2 separate regions of the Rattus norvegicus genome follow, and region 2 is linked to region 1. Evidence: chromatin contacts called from public Hi-C data. All regions are on one chromosome and are shown on one strand. Each heading gives the region's core, a stretch centred on a gene start, on an enhancer-like site or on the middle of the called end of the contact. The rest is flanking DNA. Distances are from core to core; before and after follow the strand shown. Region 1 has its middle 110 kb from the start of Zfp438. Region 2 holds the start of Zfp438 (zinc finger protein 438).

The links. A called contact is a pair of places that touch in the nucleus more often than the background predicts.
Region 2: a contact with region 1 is called in a Hi-C map of Schwann cells, with 2.6 times the contacts expected there. The contact joins the promoter of Zfp438 here to the enhancer-like site in region 1.

What each region holds. Positions count from the first base shown.
Region 1 is chr17:57,009,968-57,016,090 of GRCr8, reverse strand. No RefSeq gene overlaps it. Among named protein-coding and RNA genes, the nearest start is that of Zfp438, 110 kb to the left of the region's middle. Within about 2 kb of position 4,685, at least 5 of the 93 cell types and tissues checked have an H3K27ac peak or open chromatin away from gene starts, as enhancers often do. A contact at or near this core is called in Schwann cells, where this site is marked.
Region 2 is chr17:57,119,185-57,124,785 of GRCr8, reverse strand. Zfp438 (zinc finger protein 438) reads right to left here and starts at 3,149. Exons shown (of 5, transcript NM_001107358.1): 1 at 3,055-3,149. It overlaps LOC108348574 (a long non-coding RNA gene), which reads left to right and starts at 3,189. Exons shown (of 3, transcript XR_001841939.3): 1 at 3,189-3,302.

The sequences.
Region 1 (6,123 bases), core at 3,436-5,935:
GCAGTTTCCCAGGTTGCTTTGGCCAAGAGGACCAGAGCTCCCCAGGATTTTCTTCTCCTGGTCTACAATCCCCAGAGACAGAGGGAGTTTGACCCAGCTCACTGTAGGGGCTCATGTGGAGCAGTAGTGAATTAAAGGACTGTTAGCCCACTTTAGACGCTGACTTGGAATAGAAATGAATGGAAGGAACCTTACCGAGTCTGCTGTGGACTCATGTGGAGTGGAAGTAATTCGGGGAACATTGCTTCGCCTGGTTCATAGGGACATGGAACTAAAGGCAATGGGAAGTAGCCATATGTTACTTGCACTGTATTGAAGTCATTCCATTCACGCTGTCTAAGCTTAGTGCTAGTAAACAGTCAAGGGAAACGCCTTTTTAATTAATTAATTAATTAATTATTTACTTATTTATATCTCTTTCACACACTCCACCCCTCCCAGGTCCTCCCCATCCCTCCCCTCTCTAGGTCCACTCCTCTTCTGTTTCCCTTCAAAAATGAACAGGAGCCCCAGGGATCTCAACTGGACATGGCATAACCAGTTACAGGGAAACTAGGCATGAAGTCTTGTATCATTTCTATACAAGGCAACCCAGTGGGAGGAAAAGGGTCCCAGGTGCAGGCAACAGAGTGAGATCCTCCAACACTCCCATTTCTCCTCCTTCTCTTCCTCCTCTTCTTCTTTGAGACAGGGTTTCTCTGTGTTGCCCTGGCTGTCCTGGAACTCACTTAGTAAACCAGACTGGCCTTGAACTCAGAGATCTGCTGGCCTCTGCTTCCTAAGTGCTGGGATTAAAGGAATGCACTCCAGGGAAACTTCTTAACCCAATCAAACTTTATCTCACTCTTCAGTGTTGGGATCCAGATACATCGTGGCTAAGATGGCTTTGTTCTGCTGAGGCTTTATACAAAGTTACTCTGGTTCTATACATTAATAAAAGAGTGAAAGTCAGCATGCCCTTGCTTTCACATAGCTCAAAGCTTGTTTTGAAATGAACCAAGGCATTAAATAGCCAAGAAAGAAACAAAAGTCTCTGGTAGGGAAGGCCCATGCAGGAGCTGCATAAGCAGGAATGTTCTGGCCTGAGCATCCCACAGGCCGATATATTTCTATGATCTTTGTTGTTCAAACTTTGCTTTTCAAACATCAGCATCACAAGGGCGTGGCCACAGTGATAGGTGTGGCTGCAGTGACAGGCATAGCTTCAGTGGAAGGCATTTCAGGGTGTAGGGTTTCCAAGCAGGTCCCGCATCCAACAGTCACATCACATTGGAATGTATCTTATTTTAAATTCGCCTTTCTTATTCTTCTCCGCTCATTCTATGCAAGAATGATTTGAACTAATCTGCAGGAAGCTTTCCTTTCTGAGAGGAATGCATTCAGAAGGGCTGAGCCTCCTTCTGGAGTGCTGGAAAGTAAGAGGAAGGATGGCTTTGGAGGGACGAACTATCCCAGGCCCAGGACAGAGACCCTTCTGGTCTTTCCCAACTAGTAAGCGGCTCTCCTCTTTGCCTTTCAATAGGTTCACCTGTGTCCTGTTGTTTTTGCATTTGGGGAAATTACTTATGACATGATGCTGTCGCTTAGCTGAAACTTAAATATTTTGTGCAGAAAAATCTGTCCCTTCTTGCCATTTTGTTTGGAAGTGACAAATGGGACACATTTCCCCAAGGTGTATGATGAAGGACAGAATCTTTTAAGTTCATTTTTAATCAATAGAAACTGAGAACCTCTAGTCTGGCGGTGAGATTTCTCAAGGACAGGACCAGCACTGGAAGAATATGAGCCCCAGATTGCTAGAGGTAGCCAAACTGGACGGCAGGGAAAAAGGAAAAGTGATCCCTGCAAAAGTTAGAGCGGTACAGATCCCACTGGACCAGGACAGAGCAGTGGGACAGACTCCCAGTTTTGACATTGGAGAGTCTTTGATCAGATTGGTAATTACTGTTCCTGCTTGGAAACTTACCATCTCTATCCAGAAAAACTCTGGAAATTTGACCTCTTTGTGGACATTTCCACTTTCTGTTCTGTCTGTTTCTGAAAGAGTCTAGGTACCCTCATATTTCATCTTTCCTAGCATGGCTCTGGTTTCCTCCTGGCCTGCGGAGTTCATTCCTTTTCCCAGGAAAGTTGATATTGTTCCTCTTTTCCCAAAGGATTTCTGACCTCAAACCCCTTAACATTTCTGCCCTTTCTCAGGCTTATGGCTCTATCTTAGGCTCCTCCTACCTTATTTTAAGTCAACACTCATTTGGGCTGAAAACATTCTCCCCTTACTGCCACTGGGGGCAAACTGCATATGCCCATTGCTTACTTTGGGTAAGAAAAAGGTGAGGAGAGAAAAGAAAGGCAGAAGGAAGAAGAGAGAGAAAAGGAGAAGAGAGGAGAGAAGGGAAGGGAGAGGAAAGGGAAGGAGACAAGAGGAGTGGAGAGTAAAGGAGAGGAGGGAAGGGGAAGAGAGAGAAGAAAGGGTAAGGGAGAGGAGGGTAGGGGAGAGGAGAGGGAAGGGAGGAGAGGACAGGAAAGAAAAGCGAGAGATGGGGAGGGGGAGGGGAAGGAGGGAAGGCAGAAGGTTGTTAAGTAGTTAGGCTGTGGCCCATGCAAGTTTTCTGGAGCTGACATCATATTGCCCTTGCCTGAAGTTGATTCCTTTACTTTTTCCATTCAAGATATGTTTTCACTGCTTGCCTCATGTCTGGAAAGGCTGGTCTTACTAACAGCCCTGCACTTAGTCCCAGGGTCTTTCTCTGTGTAAATCTGTGTCTAATGTTGCTGTATTGTTTATGTTGTCTTTTTCAACTTCCTGGTCTATACTCCATAGAGTTCACCTTTAGCCTGCCCAAGTTGTCCTACTTTCTAAATTAAGTGCTGGCTGTCCCCAAAGTACAAACACCATATTTAGGAAAGGCCTTTACGCAGAAAAAGCTGGTCCTTTATGCTTTGGGGTGGCCTTGTCAGAACTGTAAGGGGAATGTCTCTTTGCCACTAAGCTTTAGCAACTGGGTAGTTCTTCCCATGAGGGATAAGTGTGACTATTTTCCTAGGAAACCATTACACATTGTGGTCCTGACAGTCCCACAGAGGTGTGTCAGGAGCATAACATTATCTCTGATAATCAGGAGGAAAACCCAGCTTTCTTCCCACTGTTGCCGCACTGGCTCCGTCTCATTTTGTAAAGATTCCTTTGCCTTGTCTGTGACACAGATGAGTCAGAAACTACAATACAAAGAAAGATGTGAGGGAAGTATGCCTGTGCACTTTCCGGCTAGTCCACGTGAGGTATGAAGGAGTAGTTTATATGCAACCATCACTATTCATTTACTCTCAGCCTTGGTTTCCTGGTGAAGAGTGGTGAGGAGCTTTCCCCAGTGAAAGCATCATCGCCCACCTAGAGTTTGGTTGTGTAGCTGCACTGCAGTGTTTCTGTGGGAAAATGTTTGCTTTCCTTTCCAAAAACTGATTTACAAACAAATTCTCTCTCGGAAGGAAAAGCCAGTCTAAATTTAGCGCTTCCTAGATTAGCTCTAGTTTTCAGAACAGATTTCGTCTGTCATTCACACAAGTCATCTGGGGACAGGGTTATCAAAGCAGTCAGGTGAGACCAAGAGGTTACACCTGCCTGATGTCAGCCAAGCAGCAGGGCTGGGGAAGAGATCTTTACAGCCAGAGAAAAGGTTTCAGTTTCACCTGGGCGAATTTTCTGTCCATATTAAATGAATGCTAACGATGCTGTACAGAAAGAATCTTAGATGTGTAAGTAAGTCTCCCCTGTGTGCCAACATACTCATCCAATTTCTTGTCTTTCTTGGGGGAAAAAAAACAATAGAAGCCCAGATTTCCAAATTGGTATATCAGAGAGCAAGTTTATAGCAGCGGTTCTCAATCTTCCTAATACTGAGATCCTTTACTATAGTCTTCTTGTTGTGCTGACCCCCAAGCATAAAATTATCTCCTTGCTACTTCATAACTGTAATTTTGCTACTGTTATGAATCACAGTGTAAATATCTGAAATATAGGATATCAGATATGGGACTCAAAGGGGGTCGAGACCCACAGTTTGAGAACCCCTGCTCCGCAGTGAGCTAGAATTAACAGGTGCTGGGTTCACCTACAACTCTTGCTCCTGCAAAATTCCTACAGAAGCTGGAGTGCTCTTATGAGGACATAGTTTTAGGTCTTTCTTCTGGTCTGCTACCTGAAAGAACAGAGCTATTTCTTGAGTCTAATTAACCATTAGTGAAAGAGCTTCCCAATGAACATGGCTCTCAGGACAAATGCCTGGGCCAGGGGCCCCAGGGTCCTTGCTGTTTATGCCAAGGCCCTACACAGTCAAGGTATGCCTTCCTGCCTACTGACTGAAACTCTTTTGTTCACAGGGCTTGTAAGTTGCATTTTATTAGTAATAATGACTGGCAGAGAGGGCATTTTCTGATTCTTAATGATGAACTGCAGGAACTGTGGGCCTGAGGCGATGCATATACTATGCTATTAAACTCTGAAATTTGAAAATGTAAAGAAAAGTAATTACCTTCTTATGCATGTTACCATAGATACCAAGTTTTGTTTATCATTTTAGCCCTTTCTTAGAGGTTAAAGTCCAGTTTAGTAACCAATAGGGAAGGGGCCCTTCAACCTCAATTTCCAGTCAGTGTGTAACACTTGACTTTATGCGGTGAGTGTGTTTCTCTGAGAAGCCATCACTCACCCTGAAATGGCATGTGGAGTGCCACAGAAAGTATTCATATTTCATGGAACAGTTCAGCAGTCAGTCTTCAGCTAAGCCCATAGCTGTTTATGCTCCCCCCAACCCCAGAGGCAAGAAGTTTCAGATCATTCTTTTACCCTAAAGAATGGTCGATTTTTCAGCCTTCAGATTGCATGCACATATTTTATGCATTATGCATTAGTGCCAGAAATACTTTTTCAATTGGATCCATTATTACAGCACATAGCTCAGAGATTAACTTTAAGGGTGAAGAAGAAGATGCCCAGAGACTTGCCTATTACTCCATAATTCACACAGTAACTATTTGCTCCGCATGTTTTTGAGCTTGGAACACCACTTCTTTTAAAACTCTGTGGAAAGGCAGGAGTCCAGCAACTTTACATCATTGCAAAAGCGCTGGCCCAAACTTATATGACTGTTTGTTGCCATCCGTCCTACGGATAAAAGATTTTGGAGGAAAAGTTTAGAAAATGTCATCCAGAATTTTAAGCTTTCTCCTTTGAATTTTTCTTTAGCTATTGGCTTTTATGTTTCTTTATCACAATAAAAAAGTAATACAGCAGATTTCATCAGCTAGTTAATACAGAAACAATGTATTCTCATTCATCTGAGAATCTTCAAAGTGAGTTCAGCTCTGTGAAGAGGCAGGAGTCAGAGGTGTAAGCTATGCCACAGTACCCCATGACACATGCTGCTCTAGAGCTATGAGGAGACACACTGAGCAAAAACAAGGCCAGAGCAGGTCAGAGGACTCAGGAAGGTGTCTCAAAACAAGTGGTGGGTATTTCCATGTGAAGCCTACCATATAAGACACAAGTATAAGGCCATTATTATCTTATTATCTTACATCCTTAACTATTCTTCCTTCACCATGTGCACATGTGTGTTTATGTGCTTGTGTGTGTGTGTGTGTGTGTGTGTGTGTGTGTGTGTGTGAAAGAGAGACAGGCAGACAGACAGAGACAGAAAGATTGAAGCATGTATATGTGCGTGTGCATCAGAGGCCAGAAAAGGGACAGTCTACCCCTCTCTTTCCACCTATTGCCCTGAGACAGGGTTTCCACTAAACCTGAAGTTTACTGTTTTGGCTGATTGGCCAGCAAGCTCCTGGGATCCTCCAATTCCACCCCTCAACACAAGAGTTACAGATATCCATGGCTTTTATGTGGGTACTGGAGGTTCAAACTCAAGTCCTTGTATTTGCAGAGCAAATGTTCTTGCCCTCTGATCCACATCCCCAACTCCACTTGGCCATCATTCTACTGAAACACAAAAATGGACATATTCTCACAGTATTAAAATAGAAAAATCTCGCAGTAGCTTTTAGGCATTCTGTACTCTACCCACCCAAGCGTACATAGCACTAAGCAGCACTAAACTCACCTAAAGAACCAAG
Region 2 (5,601 bases), core at 1,900-4,399, 110 kb before region 1:
TCTGATGCTATCCCCACAGGTTTTTCCTCATGCTATGCTCCTCCAGGAAGAGAATCATGTTTATTCATCTCCAAGTTCCCCAAACTTAATCAACATATATACTTCATGTAAAGTCACTCTTACCAGCTGCGAATGAGTCAATGAAAGGAGACTAGAGCTAGAGATGTGAACAAGGCAGTAAACCTCACCTGCCCTGAACCCACAATCCTGTGGGGATGAGAGACAGAGGAATGGATGGTAGCTGCAAACATCCAGTCAGATAGGGAAGAGGCAGCTCCCACAGTTTTAGTTCCTTCTCTTGCCTCTTGTTATCAACCAAGGATTAGAAAAGAACTGTCTTTTCAAAAATATGTATTTCCATCCCTGACCACAGTCATTTCATATCTACTCAACATGTGCACAATGGGATAGATTACAGACATGAACCTGCATGGACTCTCAAGTTAGAGCACTTGGGTGTGAATCCCACTTCCAACACTCATAACCTCATGGCAACTGGCAGAGACTTGAGATAAGTGGTCAGAAGCCTGCCCTACCAGATGACTATGCATCCATTTTCTCATCTGAGAAATGTAAACAGTAAGTTCTTAGGACATAAAACTCTTTTAGGGATTAAGTGAATATATGTAAAAATACTTAAAACCTTGCCAGAAATATAGTTTATATATTCATTATGCTAATTACTATTGTTACTATCACTCATATTACTACATCTAATGAGCATCTAAAACCTAAGAACTAGACTTTTACTTCTCTTCCCAACCTCTCATCTCAGAACACAGCACCACTATTCTAGTTCTTCCACCCCAACCCTGAGAGCCATTCCTTCTCCTTTCCTTAGCATCCCTGGGGCATCAGTAAGTCCTGTCAGTAGTCTATGAGTTTCACCTCTTAATGTCACCTCCCCAACTGCCTCCACCAGCCTCAGGTACCACACCATATCCCTTCTCAGTACAGCACAGCAACACCTCCCTTCCAACCCCCATTTTCAGGACACCTCCACCACTCTATGACTCTACAGTTAATTCTCCATAGAGTAGAGTAGAAAACAGATGCCAGGCCTATGACACAAACTGTCTTGGGGCTTTCCATTAACTTCAGAGTAAAATGTCTACTTTGCCACAGACTCCAAGACCTCCCAGAGCCTATCGGATGTTCAAGGTTACAGACCAACACTTTCTTTCTCCATCCTTACCATGCTCTGAGACAGAATAGTCATTTGGAACACAGCCTCTTAAATCAGATGACCTAAATTCAAATGGTAAAAAAATGACAACAATGCCAAATAAACCTAATGTAAATTTAAAAATATGCAAGACTCTGAGTCTCTTAAGCTTTTAGCTTGAGTACACATCTAACATGTGTGCCAGTTTCCTAATCTACAAAAACAAAGGTATTTTTCTTAGCTAAAAAGATTCAGTGTTTAGAACTGTACCTTGTATATGGTAAGCTTCATAGGCCAGATGGTTATCCTGTCTCCATCCACCACACCCAAAGAGAGACTGAAGCCAGGGTAGGAGCTCTACCACTAGCTATATATTCCCCAGTCCTATTTCTACCCAGGTGGGCCCTAGACTCCATCTGAAATCACAGCAGTTCTTGAACTGTGTTTCTCCTGCCTTGGCCTCCCAGGGAGCTTGAATGCCACCACTTATGCTCCTCATGTGCTCCTATCCCACCCTAGAACAAGCCAACATCCCCTCCCCACACACAAACAACTTTGTGTGCCCATTGTTTGTGTCTACTTCTCCACTGTCCTGAGACAGAGTTCTTTCCAGGTCTGATTCATGGATAGGGTCTGATGCAAACAACAATGCCATACTTAGAAAGCTGCTCTCCCTCAAAGTCTCATCTGATCCTTGTAAATGTTAACAAAAGCTATACTATCATCTCCCAGGTTAGAGACAGACTTTTAAAAACAGTTCTAAGACTTAGGCAACTTGTCTTTGGAAAACTACTAACAGGAGAACAAAACTTAGAAGTCCTGCTTTTATTCAAGGGGTCGGTCCTCTGTAAGAATATTAACACTCTCCACTGAAGTCACAAAAATGTGGCCTCTTAATTAATCTACTATATAAGTCCATCCTAGGGTGTGTATATTCCCTTCAACGTTCCTGAGAAGTACTGTACCAGAGTTGGAGAAGTGTTACAATGTTATAACTAACTCATTCATCTGAAGGCAAGATTTTTAAACCATACAGGCAGACAAGCTGAATCTACGCATTTGTGTTGAGTATATTAGTTCTGGGTTGCTAAAAACACTTTTCTGTAATAGCCAGACCAGGGGAACAAGTATTGCCAAGATCTCTGTGATAGTGATACCAGTTATTTATTGATTCCTGATCAACTATTACTGTAGCTGAGATATCTTCAGGTTCAAAAGTCATGATCCAATGGGTTGGGGTAGGTGTGTGTGGGAGGTAAAGCCATGAGAAAGATCCTTACATACAAGTTACCACACTCCTCAGAATAATAAATGTTGTCTTAACCGTTGTGTAGGATAACATAGCTTAGTTTAGCTCACAGGGTTTCAAGACATTTCGGTCCTTTGGAAATGAAAATAAAGAAGGCTTGAGGCAAGGCAACACAGGATGTAATTTGTCATCAGAGACCTGGGCATTTGCAGGATCCCAAGGAAAGGTGAACACTGGGCAGCTAGTCTTCGAAGGGGTTCTCCATCCCAGACTGACCAAGCATGTCCTACTGGAAGATGAGAATGGACTCTGGAAATCCCATCTCTTTTATCAAAGAATTTTAAGGAGGGCCTCGCCAGTTCCCGGTTCCCAGGCCTTAGTCGCCCGCTCTTGGCTGTCACAGGCCGGTGGGAAAAGAGCCGGCCAGGCTCTGGAACAGCCTCGCCTCCATAAGCTGGTGCTGCCGGGAGGGCGCGCTCCCACTTGGGGCGGCCACCAGCCCGGCGTCACGCTCGGCAGCTCCCGTGTGTCCCGAGGCTTCCCGGTGCCCGCGATCAACACCGGGACCGCGACAGCGAGCAGCCCGCAGGCCCCGCGAGCCCCGCAAGCCAGGCAGCCGCAGGATCCTCGCCAAACTTACAGTTTTCCTACTGCGTACGCGTCACGGCGGGGTGACGTCACGGGCCGGCTTCAACGAGGTCAGCCGGCGGGCGCGGCGCTCCAGCCTAGGCCCCGCCTCCAGCACGCGGCGGGAGACGCCCCATCCCGCCCTGCCTCGACCGGCGCGCAAGCGCACACGGCCAACTGCCTTGTGCCTGTGAGCTTCGCAGGCTGGCGTACTTAGTCTGCCACTCTTCACCATCTTCACAGAGCCCCAGAGGCGAGAAGGTAGGGGGGTCGATTGACAGAAAGGGAGAGACCACGGGATCAAATCAAGTTCTCGCCCGGGCTTAGGGCCGGCGAAAGGGTTCTTACGTAGTTTTTCCTCAGATACTGCCTTCCGTCCCCTCACCTGTTCACTAAAACTGCTACACGTTTGGTAACAGACACTGTTCTCCGCCGGGGTCATAGGGGCACCTTTCCCATGGTCCTTTGCGCTGTCTCACTTCTGCCCCGACCCAGCCACTCCCGCCCGCCCGCGCCCGGAGAGACACGCCCACTAAGAGTGGACCACGCCCCTCCAGACCAACCACTGAAAGCCCCGCCTTTGCCAGGCCGGCCGACACCCGGCTAGGCCACGCCCCCGAGACCCGCCCTTCCGGCTCCGACATTTCGCGGTCTCCTGCTGCAGAGCGGCCCCGCCCTCCGTGAGGTTCTTGCTGCCTATTGCTGAAGGGAGCATCTTCTACTCTTCTACTGCCTTTCCCTTTTTGGCCCCAGGAAACCTTTTGCAAGTCACCTGTTAAGTTTAACAAGTGACCTGTGAAACTTTCCAGGAAAGTTAGCTGTTTTAAGTCCAGCTCTGGATAAAAGACCACTGCAAAGAAAGTGAAGACAGAGTGGACCACAGAATCTGAAGACTTGAAATCTGCTTCCTAGGAGCCCCACATTACTCCTTTAGACTGAAAACCTTATTTAAAAAAAAAAAGCATTTCAAACTGTGTTGGAACTAGTCTTAGAAGAGGATATACTGAGTATAATTTGTATATTCATAATTCAGTATAATTCAGGATATAATTTATAGGCAAAAGGCCAGGTCAGGGATTTCGCCTGAGAGTTCCTGTATCTAAATCTAAACAATGATTTGTTTACACTTTACCTTGGGAGTAATGGCAGGAAAATGGTAGCTTTTAACCAGAGACGAGAGCTGGTTGAAAATACACTTCACTAAGACAGGAGGAGAGTTGAGTTCCATGCCAGCCTAAGAGAGTTCCAGGACAGTCTGGACCAAAGAGCTCCTGCCTCAAAAAAGTGAAGTACAACAATAATGTATTCCAGGAAAATATACATAATTCATTTTGAAAGAACTTAATCTGTGCACTTAAATACCATGTACTCTTTTGATTCTTATCAAATGACATCAGATAAATTTGTAGTCTGTACATAATTTTAACAAGACTTTTATTTTGTGCAACAATGTAGAAAAAATATCATTTTAAAACTTACACATATCTTTACATTGTATTTATTTTTCATCAAGAACAATCTTAATATACTGTGTTTTCATTATTCACATGTTTATAAGTCTTCAATATCATTTCTCAAAACATGAATTTTCTAAAGTAATCTTCTAATTATTACCTGAGATTCTCCCACAGGCAAATGTCATATGTAATTTTTTTCAGAGTGGAAATATTATATAGCAAATGTGTTAAACGTTTTCAGTATAGGTTTTAGTATAGCGCATGGTGAATAGACCGACACCCCCAAGACTCAGGGTGGAGTGCCTTAGCGTTCTGAGTGTCAAATCTGGACAGTACAGGCATCTATTGTCTAAAGGCAGCTCTGTGCGCAGCTCCTCTCTCTACAGGAAATACTTCCATGCTAGCTTCTCCTTGCTCACTTACACCAAATTCAAGTTCATTACAGAAGCTCCACCAAATGTGACTGAGCTTCTGTGCAAGTATATTCTGTAATGCCATCTTTCACAGGTGAATGTATCTCCCATCAGAGATATTTAACATAGTTAGTGTGTACTTCAAGTTCCCTTCTCTGTCTTTTGTTTAACACATTTATTTCTTTCTTGCATGAAAGTGCAGGTCTCTAAAAATATGTGTGTGGGACTGTGGAGATGGCTCAGTGGGTAAAAAGCTTGCTTACTGAATAAGTATAAGGACCTGAGTTCAAATCTTAAGAATCTACTTAAAACTGGATTTAGTAACCCCAATCTGTAGTGGAGTGCTCCTATAGTGAGATGGGAGGGGGAGACAGGAGAATCTCTGGCAGCTTCTGGGCCAGCTCATCTACAGCATAATAATAACTAACAGAAACCTTGTCTCAAACAAGAAGAAGTCTAGGACCCAAAGAGAGACTCTTCTCAGACCTCCACATGTATACGTTGGTATGCATAAAGGCCAGTGAACAAATGTTCACACACACACACACACACACACACACACACACACACACACATCCTAACACACACAAACTTGTGGCATTAAGGGGAAAAACTCTGAACAGTCAAATGGTCCAATAATATTTTTGAGATTCTTTCATTTTGATATCGCTGCCCCTGGCAATCTACTTT